3 separate regions of the Mus musculus genome follow, and all the other regions are linked to region 3. The links are chromatin contacts, called in public HiCAR-type and HiChIP or PLAC-seq maps. All regions are on one chromosome and are shown on one strand. Each heading gives the region's core, a stretch centred on a gene start, on an enhancer-like site or on the middle of the called end of the contact. The rest is flanking DNA. Distances are from core to core; before and after follow the strand shown. Region 1 overlaps Rora (RAR-related orphan receptor alpha). Region 2 holds the start of Anxa2 (annexin A2). Region 3 overlaps Rora (RAR-related orphan receptor alpha).

Region 1 (2,700 bases), core at 129-2,628, 380 kb after region 3:
AAGAATTTCATTCCACTATAAGGCAGGACTCTGTATCAACGACAACAGTAAAAATAACTAGTAGTTATCAAATGTGGAGTCTGAAAAAAAAATGTGGGGTGTGCATGCATCAAACGACCACCACGTTGAAACAGCTCAGAAGGGCCACCGTTCCTACCCTGTATCTTCAACTGGGAAGCTGGGATCAGAGGGGTTAACTAATGTGCTTAGGCTTAAGAACGGTAACTTGAGGTGAGTCACTGGACGGTCAAGCATTCTACCTGGAATTCTGCAAAACAGAGAGGGTAGCCTAAACTGCGAATGGTGACCTTCAGCTATATGCTAGGCAGGTAATTCCCAGGACAGGCTACTGGCATGAGTTCCTTTAAGATGTAGGCTTCTTCCAGTTGCTGAGGGAGTGTCTCTTGATCCTCCATGAATGATTATGGACCAAGGGCAAGCTCATGGATATTTATTGTTCAGGTGGTTTGGCTTGGCAGGACTGTATGAGAAATTGTTTCTATATTTTGTGTGCGTATAGGCACACATACGGTGGTCGGAGGACGACTTGTAGGAGTCATGTCTCTTTTACCGTGTGGATCCTAGGGGCTGAACTCGAGTTATCAGATTTGGTGTCAAAGGCCTTATTCCTCTGAGCCACTTTGCAGGCCCCAGAGTTGCATTTGCTCTTAAACAATCTTCTCACCCATAGGAGGAACCAATGCCTGCCTCTCCCATCGATTAGAAATAAAAAGCATAGCGTGCTGAGCACCCTGCTCAAGGATCACATGGATTAACTGGCACACTGGCATTCCCAGGCTGTCACTCGTCAGCTCCAGAAATCTGCCTCTGCCAGTGTGGAGATCCTGCCTGAATTACTTAGAGTGCACAGAGCAAATTATTTAGACAGTAGGATTTGGGGTGGGGTGGGGGAGCAGATAAATGTTCATAGCAAGATTGTTCCCTGCAAGGCTAATCTGGAACCATACAGCCATATCTGCTTTCTAGTGGTCTACTGCTCAATGATATTGGCTGGGAGGAATCCACATGTGCTGTAGATTAATCTGTGTCCATGTGATTGTCAACCGTGGTGGTATCTGACAGAGAACATCCTTTGGAATGCTGGCTGAGTTCACGTGTGTAGTAGATACAGGGGCTAAGACACAGCATTTGTGCTGAAAGAGTCATGGTTGAGAATGGAAAGGCTGGATGGATTTGGGGGAGGGGGTGTGAAGGGATTTTTATCATTCTTGTTGAAATGGCCATGTTATGAAGTATCTGGGAGGCTAAGACTCTGATTTTCCCCTCTGTGATTCATTTGAGTCTGTCTGTTGAATGGCAGTAGGGCCGGGGAGGGCTTCTGCATGCTGGGGATATTGAACAGAGAGGTGAGTAAGGGCCCTGCTCCCGGTCGTGAATGTTTGCTGTGAGAATGTCAACATGTGTCATCAGATGACATTCAGAGGGCTTGTGGTAGGCGCAGGTGCATTTTCTTCATCTCCCAGAGAGCACGCACAGCTGAAATTATCTTCTGAGATAAGACAGCCTTGCAGGGGGTCAGCTAGCAGAGCAGATTAATCCGACCACACAGAAGAGCTGAACCTTGTTCTACAGAGACCCTTCAGTCCCCGCCTGTGAGGTGCCTGGAGAAGCTTGTTCTCACTAATTCTGATTCTTTAGCCTGCACTGCCCACTGAGGCTAAGCACAGCCTTTCCTATGACTCTAACAAAGATATTGAGAGGAACACTTAATATGAGGCCTTATGCTGTGTGACCCAAGGAAGTCAAGCAAGCGAGGCTGGAAATAGGGTTTTTTTTATTAATACAACTCTAAGCATTCTAAGTTGCAGGAGTACCGTTAGGAGGCAGTAGGCCTCCAGATGATATCAAAGAATTTGAGTGAGATTCTGGACTGTCTCTAACTCTGGGCAGGGGAGATGCCTCAGTGGTTAAGAGTGCTTGCTGCAGGCCAGGCATGGTGGCGCATGCCTTTAATCCCAGCACTTGGGAGGCAGAAGCAGGCAGATTTCTGAGTTCGAGGCCAGCCTGGTCTACAGAGTGAGTTCCAGGACAGCCAGGACTACACAGAGAAACCCTGTCTCGAAAAAACAAAAACAAAACAAACAAACAAACAAAAAAAAAAAAAAACCAACAAAAAAAAAGAGTGCTTGCTGCTCTTCTAAAAGGACCTGAGTTGGGTTCCTGCCCCCTGTGGTGGACAAACTCCAGCGACAGGGAACAGGATGCCCTCCTCTGGTCTCTGGAGGCATCGCTGTCACATGCATACACCCACACACATCACAACCAAATCTTGGATGAACAAACATGGGATACGGTGCTGAAAAAAATTACACAGGAAAGGACCATCCTTCTAGAATAGCTGGCAGTCAGCACAACACTTATGCTCATCTTCTTGGGAGTTAGCAGGTTTGCTTGGTTTATAATAAACTCAGTAGTTTTGAATATTTGGATATGTTATTACATCAGTGCATCAAGTACCAAAGTCAGTGGTTACAGAAAATACATATCCCTGGATATAGTATTTCATCAGAAGACAGTAGGCTATATGTTTGTGCATATGTGTATGTGTGTATGTGTGTGTGTATTGTATACATTGCACAACAGAGTCCCTGGATGAGACCATTGCTTTGTGAGAGGCATAAAGCTGCCTAGATATTGCATAAGATGAAATTGACTATGGAACTTGCTATCCTGTGTTTT
Region 2 (2,700 bases), core at 112-2,611, 480 kb after region 3:
GGTTCCTAGGAGTGAATTGAGACCGTAGTGGAAAGTATAAACAGATGTTGATATCAGAAGGGACCAGGGCTGGGAAGATAGTGGCCTAAGATCTTGTAGCTTAAGAACCTGAGTTCTGTTCCAAGTTCAGGTAGAAGGCTTTTTGGCCAACCAATCTTGCCTAATTTGTGAGCTCCAGGCCAAAGAGATACCTTGTCTCAAATAACAAGCTGGGCCAAGGTGGGTGCTCTGAAGGGACAGCATCCTAGAGGCTGACAGCGCCTTGCAGGTCATGTGTGATACACGTGACCACGTGTGATACGAGTGAACCACAAGCACACACAACTAGATGGAAGAGAATCGTTAGAACCTAGAGAAAGCAGAGAGGTAGACTCTGCAAGGACGGAGTTGAAAGACCTAGTGTGACTGGGCAGCGGTGGTGGTGTACACTTTTAATTCCAGCACTGGGGAGGCAGAGGCAGGCAGATCTCTGATTCCAGACGAGCCTAGTCTCCAGACAACCAGATCTATACAGAGAAACCCTGCCTTGAAAAACAAAAACAAAACAAAACAAAACAAAACAAAAGAACCAAAACTAGTGTTTAAGGTATTTCCAGCTCTCTTGCTAGCTTGAAGTTTAATGCGGTGTGAACAGTCACCCACAAACACAGTTCACTACTGCGTTGTTTCCTGGAAAAGCAAGCTAGAAAAGAAACAATATGACCCAGAGAAACAGTTTGTCAAGGAATGAGAAGGGGGAAAAACCTTCAATAACCTACAATTAGGAAAAGACCGTAGGACCTGGGGTGTATTGGAGTACTGGGGGAAGGAGGTACCTTCTAGCCTTACCTCTTAGTCTCCCTAGCTGGTTAGAGGCCTCTCCGCTTTGATTTACAAGGCGGAGTAGACTGTGTAAAGCAGGGCCAAGCGAACACCCTCCTCACACTGCTCCAGCTGGTGACCAGAGGTTAAGCTAATATGTTTGCAGACAGTGATGGAGAGCTGGGTGCCAACGGCCCAGTTCAGAGGAATCCAAATATATGCGCCTTGAAACAATTCTACCCTCCATTACCTCGCTGCCTAGAAGCCTTTTAAAAGCAAAAGAAGTGAGTTGGGCAAGCCAAGCAGCTGAAATCTTAATAACCCAGAGCCAGCCTGAGCAGGGCCCTGTACTCTAGGAGTAAGGGGATTTGGGCGGGGGAAATGGGTGGATACTTGTAGGGCCTGGGGAGGCGGTGGAGCTGTCACGTAGGGCAGGACTGGGCTTGGGCTACGTTCCAAGTTGGATGAGTCACCCAGCAGGGTGGGAACAGGCCGGGGAGGGAGGGGATGTGGGGCGGCCTCGCGCTGGGAGGATGGGGCGGGTATAAAAGCCCCACCCAGCCCAGCCGGGCTGCTCCGCTTCAAGGGAGGCTCTCAGCGATACGTGCCCGGCCCAGGTAAGTGGGGCGCGGCCCGGTCGCCCGCTATGGCCTCGGGGTTGCGGTGCTGAACGGGGAGCGGGCAGGCTCCGGCGATGGGGACCCCGGGAGGCACGGAGAGGGACCCACTCCACCCGGTGATCTGCGAGGCCCTGCAACAGAGTTGCAAAGTGTCCCGCAAGTGACCGTGCTCTTTGCATGCCACTCTCCTGAGGGGTCGGGGCGCAGGGGTCGGGGCGTGCTTCCCCTTGAGGTTTCCTCGGAACGGGGAGACCCTTTGTGGGGCGGGGAGCCGAGGGGGCGGCATTCCAGACGTGCTAGATGTCAGGAGGGGGACTGGGTGTGGCCGCTGGGGGAGCCTCCGGCCCAGCAGTGAGAAGTCCCACTTCGCTTTCCGCACTGCGTTCTCTCACTCTGGACCGTAACTTCTGCAATTTCAGGTGAATTTCCTTGCAACTGAGGGACGTGCCTTTGTGGAGTCGGAGCAGGGTACCTGGGGGAGGTCCAGGGGGCACCAGAACCTCAAGTCTTGACTACTGGGTGCCCTTCTTTACAATCTCAACTCAGTCTTCGTCATGAACGCTAGATTGTCTGCTAGGTCAGCGACCTCAGACTTCATTTCTTCTGGGGAGTTTGTGGCTCGCTTAGAATGTGTGCAGAAGGAAGTGTCCCCGGGTGGTTGTAGGGAACGTTGCCTTGACTGTGCTGATGCCACCATGAATCAGTTGATAGGGTCTATAGAAAAGGGCGTGGTTCCTGGGCCTCAGGTTCCAAAGCTGGCGCGGAGGGCTGTGGTTGGAGAAGTTTCTTTATCTATGAAAGTGGTTTCCGAACTCTGCTGTTGATAGCGCCACTCACACTGAGTTATTGAAGGTTTCCGAAAACAAGTTCATTCAAAAATAGCTAAATAAAGCGTACTGAAACAGTGTCATGCAAATGTAAAAGCAAAGCAAAGGCAACAAAATAACTGTTACTTGAGACAGAGCCGTAATCTCAACACTCAGAAGACTGGAGCAGCAAGATCCCTTTTGAATCCGACCTGAGCTACATAGTAAGTGAGATTCCTGTAGGGGGAAAAACCCAACTACCAAAAAAAAAAAAAAAAAAAAAAAAAGAGAGAGAGAGAGAGAGAGAGAGAGAGAGAGAGAGAGAGAGAGAAAAGAAAAAAACCATGAGCTTATGATCACGATCAAGCTTATTGGTAATTGGTAGAGTACCGTAGTAGGTTGAACTTCATTCCCAGAACTTGAAAAAGCTATTCATGTGTGAACTATTATGCCATATTCAACTCCAGCCCTTA
Region 3 (2,700 bases), core at 106-2,605:
TCCATTCATTCTCTCTCTCTCTCTCTCTCTCTCTCTCTCTCTCTCTCACACACACACACATCTCCAACCTTATTTTTTTAGATTAATTTTTTTCAATTAGGATATATATGAAACTTGAGCCAAGAGTTGAAGCACACATGTGCCCTGAGTCAAAGCCTTCCACAGGCTGCCGTAGAAGCAAAGGAAAGGGGTTAGGGAATGTGGATCCTGTGGTAAAGTGCTTGCCTCCCATGCGTGAATCCCTGGATTTACTTGTCAGGACTGCATAAGCCAGGTGTGGTGGGTGACTCATGTCTTACCTGTGATTCCAGCACTTGGGAGGTCGAAGCAGGAGGATCAGAAGTTCAAGGTCTGTCTCAGATAAACAGCAAGTTCAAGGCCAGCGTGCACTGCATGAAATCCTATGTGGAAAAAAAAAAAACCAGAGGAGTTAAAAAAAATGAGAGAGGGGGAGAGAAGAAAGAGGAGGAGGAAGATAAAGGAGAGGAAGAGAAAATATGAAATCTTCTGTTCGGAGGTGATAGCCACTTCTTAACCCCAAATTCATTGACATCACCCATCCATGGTGGGAATATTTGCATACTTGGGACACAGAAATGACAGAGACTTTAAGTCAAGCCCCTTTCTTCTCAGGTAATCATTAAGTGTTAACTAACATAACTTTCCTTTCTCTTTCTCTCTCTGTCATAATTACTACTGACCACCAGCATGGCAGGATCTAGCATCACCATGGAAACAAGCTTCTAGACATTTCTATGAGGGAGTTTCTAGATGAGGTTAACTGAGGTGGGTGGGGCAGTGCCATTCTAAGGGCTTATCTATCCGACACTGAATAAGGACAAAGTGAGCCGAGCCCTAGTATTCCTCTGTGTTCACTGACTGCGGCTGTGGTGTGACCAGCTGCAGCTGCTGTCCTGCATTCCCCACCATGGTGGACTGTACCTTTGAACTTGGAGTCAAACAGACCCTTCCTTTTTTAGGTTCCTCTTGCCAGATATTTTGTCAGAGCAGTGAGAAAAGCAGCCCTGCCCCAGTTCCTCTTCTAGAACAAGGCTAACACTTTCTTTTCACCGTATGATACCTAGAAAATGACCCAGGATGGAGTTTTAGTGAGAAAAGGTGAAGCCTGTTCTTAGTAAAGGACAGAGAAGCCTGGCGCTTCTCTCTGCCTGCAGCTAAGTTCAGAACAGCAGACTTAGGGTCGGAGGCTCGGGTGTTGTACTATCCCCACGTGTAAAGGAGATTCCCTTCCGTGTCTGAAATAAGAGTACAAGAAGCTGAGCACAGCACAGAACCACCTGATAAGCATACAGCTATGCTGAGGTGACCTTTGCTAATCTTAAAACTGACGTGAGCAAGGACTTGTCAGAATCTCCAAAAGTCTGACCTTATCTGACTATATGACACTGTTAAGATGACTGGAGTGTGTGTGTGTGTGTGTGTGTGTGTGTGTGTGTGTGTGTGTGTGTGTGTGATATTTATAGTGCTTTGTGTTGATAAATCAATGGGTCAAGTGCTTACTATGCAAGCATAAAGACTTAAGTTTTAATGATCCCCAGCACCCATAGAAAAACCTGGGAGTAACAGTGTGTGTGTGTGTGTGTGTGTGTATGTGTGTGTGTGCGTATGTGTGTAAAACCTCAGCTCCAGGGGATCACTGAAGCTCACTGGCCATCCAGCCTAGCCAAATCAACAAGCTCCACGTGAGAGACCTGGTCTCGAAAAATAAGATGGAGATCTACTAAGGGCGATGCTAAGTGTCAGGCTCTGACATCCACGCTTCATGAGCGCATGCAGGTGCACAACAGGCATTCAAAACTCTCACACACACTTAAAAAAAATAAAAATATTTAAGGCATATTATAAACGAAAAATTATGGAAAGAATGAGTTCAAATGGCGTGCCCGAAAGTTGCTGTGATTCAGGGTTACGTCTGGGGTAGTCTCATTCATATTTCTCAAACAGTGGCATAGGAGAGTCTGACTCATTCTTGTTGATTAGTCTCCTGGTTCCCAGGCAATGAGCCCCTGTGTCTTACTGCATACTCAGAGGGGTGCCAGGAAATATTTAAACAGTGGAGGAAAACAGTGATTTGTGACATCTGTCAGACTCATGTGAACGCCTTGTTCAAGGAGCTCACAGTTCCACTACTGGAGTCCTCTACATTTAATGATGTCACAACAGTGCAAAACTGGGGTTTTGGGCAATCACTATAATGTCAAGTGTGACATCAAGAAAATCAGTATGGAATAGGAATTGAGGGTGTGGGTTTCCAATGTGATGGCAAGGTCTAAAAAGTTGTGTGGTACCCACCAGTCACATGTGTCTCACTAGAAGGTACTTGTGACTATTTAACAATAAATTGGAAGAGGAATTTCCTTTAGTTTAAATATGTCATTTTTCAAAAACCTATTAAATTGGGGGATATAAACAGTATTTTAATAAATAAAATAAATGTTTCTTTAGGATGTGTAGGTTGTAAAAACAGACAGACAAACAAACAAGAAAAACAACTGAATCATGAAGAATATCATGAATCAAAAAATCTTTTTTTAAGTTTCCCAGTAAGACAAGAAAATCAGTGTTCACTGTGGAATAAAAAGCATGAAGCAGTGTTTTGTATGTGTATCCCACTTAGGCGTGGTTTTTGTGTCAAACATGCAGTGGGCATACATGGATACATGAGGTTTTTCTGACCTA

Evidence for each region. HiCAR-type assays count read pairs that join an accessible place to other places. HiChIP or PLAC-seq counts read pairs in DNA pulled down with a chosen protein or histone mark.
Region 1: a HiCAR-type map of Th17 cells shows a contact between it and region 3, with 3 times the contacts expected there. The contact joins two enhancer-like sites. A contact is called at or near these places in 8 of 484 Hi-C or Micro-C datasets (Th2 cells, double positive thymocytes, embryonic fibroblasts and 3 more) and 5 of 115 datasets of contacts at active chromatin or transcription factors (Th17 cells, embryonic fibroblasts, fibro-adipogenic progenitors and 2 more).
Region 2: a contact with region 3 is called in an H3K27ac HiChIP or PLAC-seq map of thymic regulatory T cells, with 7 times the contacts expected there. The contact joins the promoter of Anxa2 here to the enhancer-like site in region 3. A contact is called at or near these places in 4 of 39 promoter capture datasets (hippocampal neurons, liver and pre-B cells), 1 of 115 datasets of contacts at active chromatin or transcription factors (thymic regulatory T cells) and 1 of 9 other capture datasets (embryonic stem cells).

What each region holds. Positions count from the first base shown.
Region 1 is chr9:69,344,348-69,347,047 of GRCm38.p6, forward strand. All of the region lies in intron 2 of Rora (RAR-related orphan receptor alpha), which reads left to right. Among named protein-coding and RNA genes, the nearest start is that of Gm15511, 19 kb to the right of the region's middle. Within about 2 kb of position 1,379, at least 16 of the 459 cell types and tissues checked have an H3K27ac peak or open chromatin away from gene starts, as enhancers often do. A contact at or near this core is called in Th17 cells, regulatory T cell precursor and thymic regulatory T cells, where this site is marked.
Region 2 is chr9:69,452,322-69,455,021 of GRCm38.p6, forward strand. Anxa2 (annexin A2) reads left to right here and starts at 1,362. Exons shown (of 13, transcript NM_007585.3): 1 at 1,362-1,418.
Region 3 is chr9:68,968,291-68,970,990 of GRCm38.p6, forward strand. The region is part of intron 1 of Rora (RAR-related orphan receptor alpha); the gene reads left to right. Among named protein-coding and RNA genes, the nearest start is that of Gm31262, 150 kb to the left of the region's middle. Within about 2 kb of position 1,356, at least 7 of the 459 cell types and tissues checked have an H3K27ac peak or open chromatin away from gene starts, as enhancers often do. A contact at or near this core is called in Th17 cells, regulatory T cell precursor and thymic regulatory T cells, where this site is marked.